3 separate regions of the Mus musculus genome follow, and all the other regions are linked to region 1. A link is a contact called in public HiChIP or PLAC-seq data. All regions are on one chromosome and are shown on one strand. Each heading gives the region's core, a stretch centred on a gene start, on an enhancer-like site or on the middle of the called end of the contact. The rest is flanking DNA. Distances are from core to core; before and after follow the strand shown. Region 1 overlaps Dab2ip (disabled 2 interacting protein). Region 2 overlaps Ttll11 (tubulin tyrosine ligase-like family, member 11). Region 3 overlaps Ttll11 (tubulin tyrosine ligase-like family, member 11).

Region 1 (3,579 bases), core at 413-2,912:
CACAGTGTGACAAGCTGTGGCACAGTGTGACAAGTCAGCTCTCAGGAGTCAAGTGTGAGGCAGTGATAGCATTTGAGGTTTGAAAGAAATAAGTCTCTCAGCTGACAAAGCAGGGACAGTTCACTGAGACAGACAGACAGAGGGAATCCCGTGGGTGAGCAGAGGGCTTCAGAGGTCTAGAGCCCTTCTGTGTTCTTGAACAAGCTGCGGGAGGTGCAGAGGAAACTCAGTACTGGGAGAATGGGAGCAGTTCTAAAGGCAGGAGCAGGGATAAGGAGAGGTGAAGAGACTGAGGGAGGAAGAGGATGGACCCATGGCGGGCCTCTTTGTGCCAGGTGCTTTGTTTTCGGAATCAGAAGTCTAAGAGGCAAGCTTGCTTCAGTGCTGGGTAAAGGGTGTAGAGGGCTTGCTGTACTTATCTAAGGTCCTGAGGCTAGTACAAAAGAACTGCCAGCCTCACAGCTCTTAAGTCCTCTGGTGGACACAGCCTATTGAGGACTGGCTGGCATCTCCTCTCGGCTGGGTTGGGTAGGCTGTTCTCTTAACCATGGGTAAGAACTACTGAGTGTCCAAGAGAGCACGACACATAGAGTCCTGCAGCATCTCTAGGTCCCTGGCACTGATGACACAGATGTGCAAGTGAAGCCTTCATGTGGGCCTGGCCACTGCTGAACTAGGCCAGAGGTAGAGGTTGTTAGACCCAAATCCTTGCCCATGACCATTGTCTCTGTAGCTCCTGAAGGGCAGACCTCTCATAGACAGCCCAAGTGCCAAATACACACATTCATTGAGCACCTATTGCATACCCATTGAGCACCTACTGCACGCCGTGTACCGTGCCAGGTGCTGGGATAATAACTCTGGCAGGGCACTTCATGCTTCCCACGGCTCCTCTGGATCTCATTAGGAGGTTGAATCTCTCCAATTGGATATTTATTTTCTTGTTTTCCAAGTAAGGAGACTGAAATAGAGAGGAGAGTGGCTTTGAGGTGACACCCGCAGCCACCAGCAAGGAACCAAGCCCATCCTGAGCCTTGACCTCTCCCTGGGTTGAGGGTATACTCTGGGGACTCGCAGCTGTTTCTTCCCAAAACTACATGCTGAGATGGAGTTTCAGGAAGCCAGGCCCACAGAGAATCCGTATCCAGGAGAGCAGGACTCCTGGGGCCACAGGAAGCACCTGCCTGGTCCTTGTCTCCACCCAGCAGGAATTGGTTGTTGGGGACAATTGTCTGTGTTTGGGGCAAGTCTGAGGTAGAAGAACAAAGAGAACCGCCTCTGCCAATGCAGCTCTGACCTTGAAAACCCCGTGGAGCTTCATTTAGTGGAAAGAAAGAGGGAAGAATTGGTTACCAGCTTCAAAGCAGGGCAGGCGTCCTGCAAGCAGCATCGGTGGAAACCTTGCCTTTGTGAGTTCTTGCTGTTGAATTCTCTTTTTCAGCTTGACAGAAGTCCTGGGGATCTTTGTTTGGCTTGGCCAGAGTTGCAGAGATGCCAGGATCACTGCTAACCTTGCCTGGACACTCCAAAGGCCTAGCCTTTAAACAAAGGTCATACAGTGAATGATCTCAGAGACCTACACACAGGCTGAACGTTACCAACTCATATGTCCTGCTGTCAGAGTACCCACCTGTGGGAGGGGCCTAGGATCGAAGTGAATCAGTTTGTACTGGCTGGGGGCAGGGCTTTGCAAGGAAGCAGTGTTGCAATCAGGATATCCTGGGCGGGTAAAGCTGGGGCTGACCTTATTTATCTGCCGTTTTAGTCTTTATCCACACACATTGGCAGGTCTTTGCTGTGTGTCAGAACCCACTGTGACCCTAGGAGAGGGTTGGTATGTTGTGGGCCCTGCTTTGCCCATGTGACATAGGAACCCTAGCTGAGGCGCTTCACAGCTGTGGTGACAATTTCAACAGTTTGTAGGGTTGTGTCCTTCTGGGGTCAGAGATGGCTGCTGGGCTTTGGTGGCAGAACTTTGGGCATGGAAGAGAAAGTTCTAAACTTGGTTTTTGTGACATTTGAAAATTTCGCATCTTTAAATGTTGGCAATTGATTCAAAATTTAAAAATGTCATATACTGTGTGGTTAAACAAAACATGAATGTTGACCAAATACAGCCTGCCCTCCAGTAAGAATCCTTTATGGTATGGTTGGCTGGAGTCCAGGAGGCTAGACGGCACCAGGCCAGGCCTTCTCGTAGAGGGGCAGGGCAGAAACAACGGAACCCGCTACCGTTTATTTAGTAGACTGTGCTTGCCCGGCTGTGAGCTGGCTTGGTCCCAGTGGTGTGCAGTGCCACCCTGAGAGCTTCTAGCCATGTTCACTGCCCCCTGGGTACTTCCCCAGCCTTACTACATAAATGCCCCTTTGGCCAGACAAGGGCCCAGAGAAGAAAAGTGGCTTAAGAGACTCCCTGGTGATACCTGTATCTTGCTCTTAGGCAGTGGTGCAGCTACACAGCTGTGGGATGATACTGTCCACACATGTGACCTTGCTGCTGTTAGCACCTGCCAACAGGGCAGGGCAGGCCCTTCCTGTGCTGCTAAGGAGAGCCTTCTCAGGGACCTTGTGCCCCGTGCTCTCCACCTTCCATTGTAGGTTCCTGCTTCTCAGAGCCTAGATCACCTCTGGCCTGGCTAAGGCCTGTCCGGGCCTGTAGGCATAACTTTCCCTTTTGTCTTTCTCCATTGGTTGTCACACTTTCTGTAATCTGTGTTTGATTTACAGAAGATCACCTGGTGCCTGGTCCTTCAGACTGTCCTCCAGGCTTAAGAAACTAATTATTCCTATAGTGTATGCGAAGCCTTAGGGCTAGAGTCAGAGGCAGCTGACCCTCAAGGCATCAGACTACAGACTATAAGTCATCAACAAATTCCCTTACTATATAGAGACTACCCATAAGTTCTGTGACTGCAGAGAACCCTGACTAATACATTGGTGGAACCCCTACAGCCAGGTTTTCATCCTCAGTGTGCGGAAGCAGGAGGAGAATGGAGAGCACCCCACCACTGCCCCTGTATGGCCTTGAAGGGTCTACTACTCCCAAATGCCTGTATCTGAGGTGGGGCTCCTGAGTGTTTCCCAGCCCTGCCTTCTGGGTGCTGACCTGAGTCAGGCAGAGGTCAGGGGTGATGAGAGCCATATTAGCCAGCTCTTAATCAGAGCACTCATCTCTGCCCTCCCATTCTCTTTCTTTATCTTCACTTAGCCTTTTTCAATGCAGAGATAATTAAAACCAGAAGTACTCAGCAGATTCCCACCCCACCAAAACCACCCTTTCCTCTGGAGAAAGATTGCAGGGGCTCACAGAAAATACTGTCCCTGTGCCTGGACCAGGTGCCATCCTCCTGTCCTCAGTTTACTTGGTTGGAAGGCCATGCAGTTTGTGCACCCTTGCAGTGAGCATTCCTGCCTCGCCTACAGCCCACAGCAGCTGGGCTGGGGACGTTCTCTAGGTATTCTAGTCCGTCCAGGAGTGGCGGGGGTTCTGGAGCATGGCTTTGGAGCAGTTTCACAGAGTCCAAGGCAGGCAGGTTGCCTGTTTCATTCACTGGTGCAGACAGAACTCCCTCAAGGGAT
Region 2 (3,579 bases), core at 496-2,995, 220 kb after region 1:
TAGCTATCCCAGTGGGAAGAGCAAGGGAGCAATGGTATATATCAGCCTGGAGCTCCAGCAGAGGTCAAGATTAGCAATATAAATTTAGGGCTCAACAGCACTTAACTGATCCCTAAAGCCACAGGGCAGGATGAGATCATTTAGGAAGAGATGGTAGATGTACAAAGACAAGTTTCCAAGAATTGATATCCAGGGACCTCCAATATATTTCCATTAATGACAGGTCCAGAGGAAGAGGCCAGGGAAGAACAACCAGTAAGGTAGCAGGGAAACAGGAGAATGTGAGACCCTTCGGTGTTTGCTGGGAAAACCCTCAATCATGCCTTGAACTCACTTGGGCATCCCCTCTGGGAGCCTTCAGTTGGACAGTTAACTCTCTCCCCTCATCTCATGTGAGCACTTGGACAGCATGATGTATACAGAGCAGGGATTATCTCTGTGAGTCTTTCACACTAACCGGAGCACCCCTTAGAGGCCCTGGCCTCGCCTTGTCCTTAGCTACATGGCCCACACCTATCTCAGGTCTCATCTCAGTGGGTACCCAGGGAATGTGATATATTGCAAAGGAAGAAAATAACATAGTCAGAGTGGACAAGGAATGCTTTACAGAGAAAGAAAGTCTTGAGCTGTACTTTGGAAGGTACTGAATATTGAAACTAGTGAATAGGAGTGAGCAGGCCAGGCTGGCAGAGACAGAGGACCAATGGTCCAACCAGGGAGGCACTGGTGACAACCTCTGGAGAGGAAGCAGATCTGGTGTGGAAGAACCAAGGTTGAGGCACAGGGGAGCTAGGCAGCTGGATTGGGATGCGACAAACACCAGGCTAAGGTCTTGGTTTCCAAACTTGATTCCAAACTTTTATCACCAATGTCCTAGTTAACATCAAAATGAGGATAGTTGCCGATTTACAGTAACTTCAAGGTTACTGTAGGTGGGTAGGTGTGATAACTGTTGTCAGAGTAATAAACACCCATATTCTCACTTATTAAGTGACTGCTGTGTATTGGGGGCTGTTTTACACAGCTCCCTCTTGCTGGAGTGTGCAACAACTCTGGGGTATGGCTACAAACAAGCTTGCTACTTATAGCTAAAAAAATCCAGACTAGAAAAGGTTGACTTGTCGAGCTCGCCAGCTACAGTTGCTGTAAGCAGGAGCTGGAAGAAGCTCAACCCAGTCCATCTGAGAGGGAAACCCCAGCCCTTGACAGCCCCTCCATCCCCCACCCCAATACACTGATTCTCAGCTTCTGCCTGGTGATGTGTATAGGCTGTGGGGTAAGAGAGAGGGTAGAGGACACAGGAAGAGGAGAATTATACTAGGCCTTAGGAAAGCTCTATCTCTAGACATCCAACAGGAGGGTCATGGCTAAAGACAAAATTAGACACGGAGAACAAGAAAACTATACAGTTCAAGCCACAAAGTGTGTTCCCTCTGTGTGTGTTTCTGCCACATGACTGTCTACACCCAGGCTGACCTTGATATTTAAGCCAGGGTCACACTGCTGCCCTCAAGACAGCAGATGTGAGGCTCTGTGGCTGGGGCTGCCTGGGCAATGACAAGGCAGAGGCTGAAATGACAGGGCAGCTGTGTTCCTCAGCAGCAGATTACAGGAAATCTGACCACAGCAGAGCCGTGCCAGCTGTTGCTTGGCCACCATGTTTTCCAAGTCATTACTGTGGTCATGGCTGGAACAGGGTCACAGTCACATGCCCCAGATGAGTGTAATTTGGTTGGCCAGGGTTTACGCTCTGTAACGCTGCCATCTGGCCAGGTCTTGCTACAAGCAAGAAAGACCTGCCCAGCTAAGAAATAACTTCCTGCACTTGTGCCGAGTCTCAACAGTATGCAAAGTGTTTCCTGTGTCATCCATGTCTCACAGGAGTTGGGTGCTGACCCTGTAAGGCAGGGGAGGAAGCTAAGTTCCTGAAGAGTTAAGTGACTTAGGACAGGTCACGTGGCAAATGGACATCAGAACCATACCATGGAAACCTCAAGGTCTGCCCGTGTGTCTAGAGCCCAGCTAACAGCATCCTGAAAGGTGATTCAGACAGAGCAAGCAGGAGTGGACTTGGCTCTGAGTAGGTTCCAAATCCTCTCCCTTACTGCGTATCCAAGGCACTCAGAGCAACAGATACCACTTGACACCTTCTTAAAGCCTCTTCACCTACATCACTTCCCAGTGTGCACACGTGCACGTGTGCACACACACATGCACGCGCACACACACACATGCACGCACGCGCGCGCGCGCGCGCACACACACACACACACACACACACACACACACAGGTGTGAGTGTGCAGAGGGAACCTAAGACACACTAGGTGGTGAGAAAGTCTCCAGTACTTACTATACCAGAAAGGGCTTCATTCCTAGCCTGTCTCATCACCCTGGAAGCGTTTAGCGTGTGGTCAAATAGTGGCAAATGGCCATGAGGTTCTGAGCCCATTTGCTAGCTGTGACCCTAACCAAAGCAGTGGCTCCTGATCTGGACTTTCAGCCCCTACAGCTGGCCCTACCCCAACCTTGGTGGCTGTTGTTGCCTGTCTACTGCAGGACACACACATAATGACCACCCGGTCCTCCTTGCTGGGCCTCTGTGGTTTGGTCATGCTTGCCTGGCCCCATGGGATGCTCTTAGAATAGCCAAACAGGCATGGCCACACTTGTCCTCAGGGATGAACCCAGGGTGTGACCCTCACTTTGTGGTGGCCTGGGTTGGGACTTCTTTGTTCTAGCACTGTCCTGAAGTCCTCCTCAGTAGCCCTTTCTAACCATCTCCTCACGGCTATTGCAAATACCTGCTTAAGAGCTGCAGGCTCAGAGAGCAGGATTGGCATAGGACCATGGATGGGACTCGATGGGACAATTACTACTTCTCACACTGTCTCAATCCCTGGCCAGAGGCTTTCACCTGATGATCCTGCTGATGGGGGCAAAATCCCTGAGTCTCTGGATCTGGAGCAACCCAGTGTGTTTGTGGGCTGGTCAGTAGGTGTCTATCTATGAGAGAGACATTGCTCTGACCCCTCTCTTCACTCTCATCCCTTACTGCCTTCAACCCTTCTAGCTGAGTCAGGAAACACCCAGATCTCCTTTGACAGAAAAAGTGATAAACTGTGTGTACTTATGTGGTGTGCACCAGTGCAAGCCAACCCATGCCACTAGCCCCAGCAATGGGCCAGACCTTTGGGCCATTGCCTGTGAAGGAGCAGGCGCTTCAGAAGGTGGGAGTCACACTGGGGCTGATATGAAGCTCGGAAGCGAGTCAGATAAGGCAGTGTCCTGTCTGGGGGGACATATATGCATGACCACATGTAGTTCTGAAAGTCGAGGAAATGGTCAACATACCATTCAGAATAGTGGTTATGTAGAGGATGGGTTGGGGAAGAGAATATGGAAGAACACACATCGGAGCTGGGCAGTGAGCTGGGTGTGATCATTACAAATATGTTCTGTGTTGTTCTATTCCTCACACATCACACACACACACACACACACACACACACACACACACACCCCACCCTCCACCCCACTCTCGTCATGCTATGCAACAATATGAAAGATTATGAGGAGA
Region 3 (3,579 bases), core at 672-3,171, 150 kb after region 1:
ATGGCAGGCTTAGAGGTAGGTCCAAAGTACAGGCTGAGAAGGTTCCAAACACTAAGCTCTAGGTCGTGCCTCATCCTCCAGTGTGAGACCCAGGGCCATATGACCATTCCTGGTTTGTGTGGTTATACTCATTTGAATGGCTCTACAAGCCAGGTGGGGATTACCATGTGATGCACTGGTGCCTGGGACACTAGAGAAGAGAGGAAGAGACATGTCAGGTCCTGGTTGCTAGCAATGACTGCTAGCAACATCCCAGAGCCCTTTGCTGCTGGCCCAACAGTCAGTGAGATTTCCTAAGAGAGACTCTGAGTGGTAAGCAATACAGACAGGATTCTTTCCATGTGCATGCAAAGCCTCAGAGGGGGCTGGCTACATTGCCTACACAATAGAAATTTCAGATACAAAATCAGTACCACATGGTCTCTGTGCTTTGCAGATGCTGAACCTCACTCATAGCAGGTGTCCTGGGGCAGGGGTGGCAGTCAGGGGTGGGGTGGGGTGGAACAACACTTCGCTATTTGGTTTCTGCAAATGCAATTTGGTAAGTCTCTTGCATCATGGTTTTCCCTTGTTGAGAACATCTGGTATTTAGCTCTCACTGGGGCTTATCTACGGCGAGCTTCCAAACACTTCTCTATGTAACATTCTGCCACCCTGTATGTTGGCTTTAGAACCTTCCAGAGCCTTCACAGCTTCCTGTCAGATGAGTGTGGCAGTTTAGAAAGTGGTGCTACCATCACTGTGACTGCAGATAAGAGACCAACCCCAGCCACTTTCTTTAACACACATTTGTCCTCACCACAAAGGGCTGAGGGCTCCCGGAGAGAGTGACACTGAGCTGTCAAGACAGAAATGTTTGCGGAAAACATCTTTTCTGTCCACCCCCTTTTTCTAAAATAATACTTGCCTTATAAGTATTCTAACTATTTCTCTTATAAATGAGCATGTTTTGGGTTACATAGGAAAGAGCCTAGACATCTTTGATTGTCTCGGATATAATGACTGTTTTGATTAACGAGGCAACTTTACAATAGGAAAGAGGCAAACCACAAAATAAAACTCTGGCTAGCGCGTCTTGGTATTTCTGAAGAACGTGTGCCAGACTTGGTTGAGATCCTGAAATGGTCGCATGGGGCTGTGTTTTGTAATGAGGAGGGGAGCAGGTTTTTAAACCAAAAGATAGGTCCTAATTTGTGTATGACAGTAGGACCCTGTGTCCTCAACTCTACCCCTAGGTTCCCCTCAGCTCTACAGTTCAGCCAAAGCAAGCAAGTTCCTTCTGTAAGGGACATTGTCTGGTCTAGGGAAATATGGTACTGGACTCTGAGACTCACTGAAGAATCGTTCAGAACACTTCAGGTCATGTCCTCCAGGGATGTTTGCACATACCAAGAGATGTTCAACCCTCCAGGTTTTCTTCCTGTCCCCCTCACCAGGTGACAATATCATGCTGCTTACAATCCTCCAGTTCCCAGTCACCACGGTGTTCTCGTGTTCTCGCTGCCTTTCTGAGCAGAAGGCTGCTCAGAACTCCTCTCTCTGACCCACAGGCCAAGAAAAGCCTTGCTGTCACTGAGATCTAGATCTCTTCTGGGTCCACAAAGTGGTGGATATCCAGTGACTTTCTTAATTACGTGTATGCTTTAGGTGGGATAAGTTTCAGGCCTTTCTGTGACCTCCTCTGATTACCACGATGATGTTATGGGCAAGAAGTTATTTTCTTTATTTGGTAAACTAGGGATTTGAGGCTCAGAGAAATTAGTAAGATATGCCCAAGATTACAGGCAGAAAACAAAATAAAGAGCCAGGATTCGAGGCTAGCTGTCTCTGCCTCCCATGGTCTTCCTACCGTGCTCTGTAGACTTGGCTGAATTCCTTCCGTGTGTGTAATGTTTGATAAAGACTACATTGAACTGTGACCCGCCGGTCGCCCATTCTGCACTCATCCGGCTCAGCCCAGACAAGCAAGCAGGAGCAGGGGAAGCTTGCCTTCCAGGGCTCGTGATGATTTGTGGCGGGTGGCGTTCCTTCTCTCTTGTTTTTCTTGTGCTTTCCACAGTGTGGGGCCCAGCAGTAAGAATCTGGGAATCTTGCCTCTGAGTTCTGTTTTCTTGGACCAGTCTGACAAGTGATGGAAGTGCTTAGGGACCAGACCCGGCTGAATGAATGACTTCTATAAACTGTCCAGATCCTGCATTGGTGAGAGGACCAGGAGGTGAAGCCAAACCACACAGTCTACCACTGTCTCCTGCACCCTCATCTCTGCCACTTATCAGAGAAAACATAGAGCAGACACTATCTCTTTGAAGGGGTTTGAGTCCTAGAAAATATGAGCTAAATTTTAAGTACAATTTTAATTTTAATGAAAGCTTCAGGGAGTGCTGTTTGTTTGTGTTGCTTATCTTTCATACCTGGTGATTAAGTTAATTTATGCTTAATGGAAGAGGGTATCTCTAATCCCCAGACAGACTGAACATCTGTCTAGGACTGTGTTTCTGGAAGCCGTGAGCTGCTAGAGATGGATGCAATGAGACCAGGGCGTTGCTGAATAGACACCCGAAGGCTGTGCAAGGAGGACCAGGGACATCATCATGTCTGCCCAGTGCTTGTGCTGAAACCAAATCAACGTTCTGAGCATCTCGTCTGTCACTCCTTCAGTATCCTGCCTCCCGCTCTTTCATGTTATTCCCTGGATGGAGCTATGGAAAGGAAGTTGGGCTGCCGGGTATAGATCTACCATTAAAGCTAGCTACTCCCAAACCCCTCCCACATCTGTGCGTGTCTGCAGTCCCAGACGCTCCCACTTGCATGCACTCTCAGCTGGCTCTCCCAGGTCTGGAGGGAGCAATCATTCTCCTGCTTTACATTTTGGGAAACAAAGCCTCCAAAGGCTGAAGTAGCTTGCCTCAGAAACACAGCTTCTAAGCACCAAAGCTAGTATTGATCCAAATTCAGTCTGTTCTTGTTTTTACTCCCATAATAATGGATCAAACCACTTTGTCATGTGCTCTTGTAAATAAGGCTTCATTGGAACACAGCCACGTATATTTAAGCATTGTCTATAGTTACATTTCACATTGCAATGGCTGTCTCTTTGCTTCATGGCCACAATGATGTGAGTAGCTTTCTCTCTCACCACACCCTTCTCCCATAACTTTTCTGTCTCGTCACAGGTAGAAAAGCAATGTAGCTAGCCAACCACTGATTGAGACTTCTGAGACCATGAGCCAACTAAATTCTTCTTGTCTCTTCAACTATTCTATTACAGTGACAAGCTCATGACTAACACACCATCCCCACAGTGGCTCCATCATACAAGGGACCTGGGACAGAATGTGTGACTTATTCCCTCTCTAACACGTCAATCTCCCTGTAAACGATCCTTCCTCTCAGTCACAGAGCAGATGGCTGCTGGCAGAGGCATAGGATGGGCTGCACCACACATGAGACTAAATGTTCACACACCACAGTGAAGTGAAAAACACAAAAGGTGTGTGTGTGTGTGTGTGCGCGTGCGTGCTCGCGCACGCTCGCTGGTGTGAACATATGGAGATCATGCCTTTATGAAACCATGCTGAC

Evidence for each region. HiChIP or PLAC-seq counts read pairs in DNA pulled down with a chosen protein or histone mark.
Region 2: an H3K27ac HiChIP or PLAC-seq map of acute myeloid leukemia shows a contact between it and region 1, with 2.8 times the contacts expected there. The contact joins two enhancer-like sites. A contact is called at or near these places in 1 of 39 promoter capture datasets (embryonic stem cells), 1 of 15 datasets of contacts at CTCF or cohesin (large pre-B cells), 1 of 484 Hi-C or Micro-C datasets (brown adipocytes), 16 of 115 datasets of contacts at active chromatin or transcription factors (the NIH/3T3 cell line, the SCID.adh cell line, SST interneurons and 12 more) and 6 of 9 other capture datasets (adipose tissue, embryonic stem cells, embryonic tail and 3 more).
Region 3: an H3K4me3 HiChIP or PLAC-seq map of the SCID.adh cell line shows a contact between it and region 1, with 9 read pairs. The contact joins two enhancer-like sites. A contact is called at or near these places in 1 of 39 promoter capture datasets (liver), 3 of 484 Hi-C or Micro-C datasets (the G1E-ER4 cell line, bone marrow-derived macrophages and double positive thymocytes), 6 of 115 datasets of contacts at active chromatin or transcription factors (the SCID.adh cell line, embryonic basal ganglia, embryonic forebrain and 3 more) and 1 of 9 other capture datasets (liver).

Annotation. Positions count from the first base shown.
Region 1 is chr2:35,678,794-35,682,372 of GRCm38.p6, forward strand. The region is part of intron 3 of Dab2ip (disabled 2 interacting protein); the gene reads left to right. Among named protein-coding and RNA genes, the nearest start is that of Dab2ip, 59 kb to the left of the region's middle. Within about 2 kb of position 1,663, at least 195 of the 459 cell types and tissues checked have an H3K27ac peak or open chromatin away from gene starts, as enhancers often do. A contact at or near this core is called in the G1E-ER4 cell line, the SCID.adh cell line, acute myeloid leukemia and 2 more, where this site is marked.
Region 2 is chr2:35,897,341-35,900,919 of GRCm38.p6, forward strand. All of the region lies in intron 4 of Ttll11 (tubulin tyrosine ligase-like family, member 11), which reads right to left. The region is part of intron 2 of Gm35396 (predicted gene, 35396); the gene reads left to right. Among named protein-coding and RNA genes, the nearest start is that of Gm35396, 15 kb to the left of the region's middle. Within about 2 kb of position 1,746, at least 91 of the 459 cell types and tissues checked have an H3K27ac peak or open chromatin away from gene starts, as enhancers often do. A contact at or near this core is called in the SCID.adh cell line and acute myeloid leukemia, where this site is marked.
Region 3 is chr2:35,830,985-35,834,563 of GRCm38.p6, forward strand. All of the region lies in intron 6 of Ttll11 (tubulin tyrosine ligase-like family, member 11), which reads right to left. Among named protein-coding and RNA genes, the nearest start is that of Gm10829, 8.7 kb to the right of the region's middle. Within about 2 kb of position 1,922, at least 93 of the 459 cell types and tissues checked have an H3K27ac peak or open chromatin away from gene starts, as enhancers often do. A contact at or near this core is called in the G1E-ER4 cell line, the SCID.adh cell line, double positive thymocytes and 1 more, where this site is marked.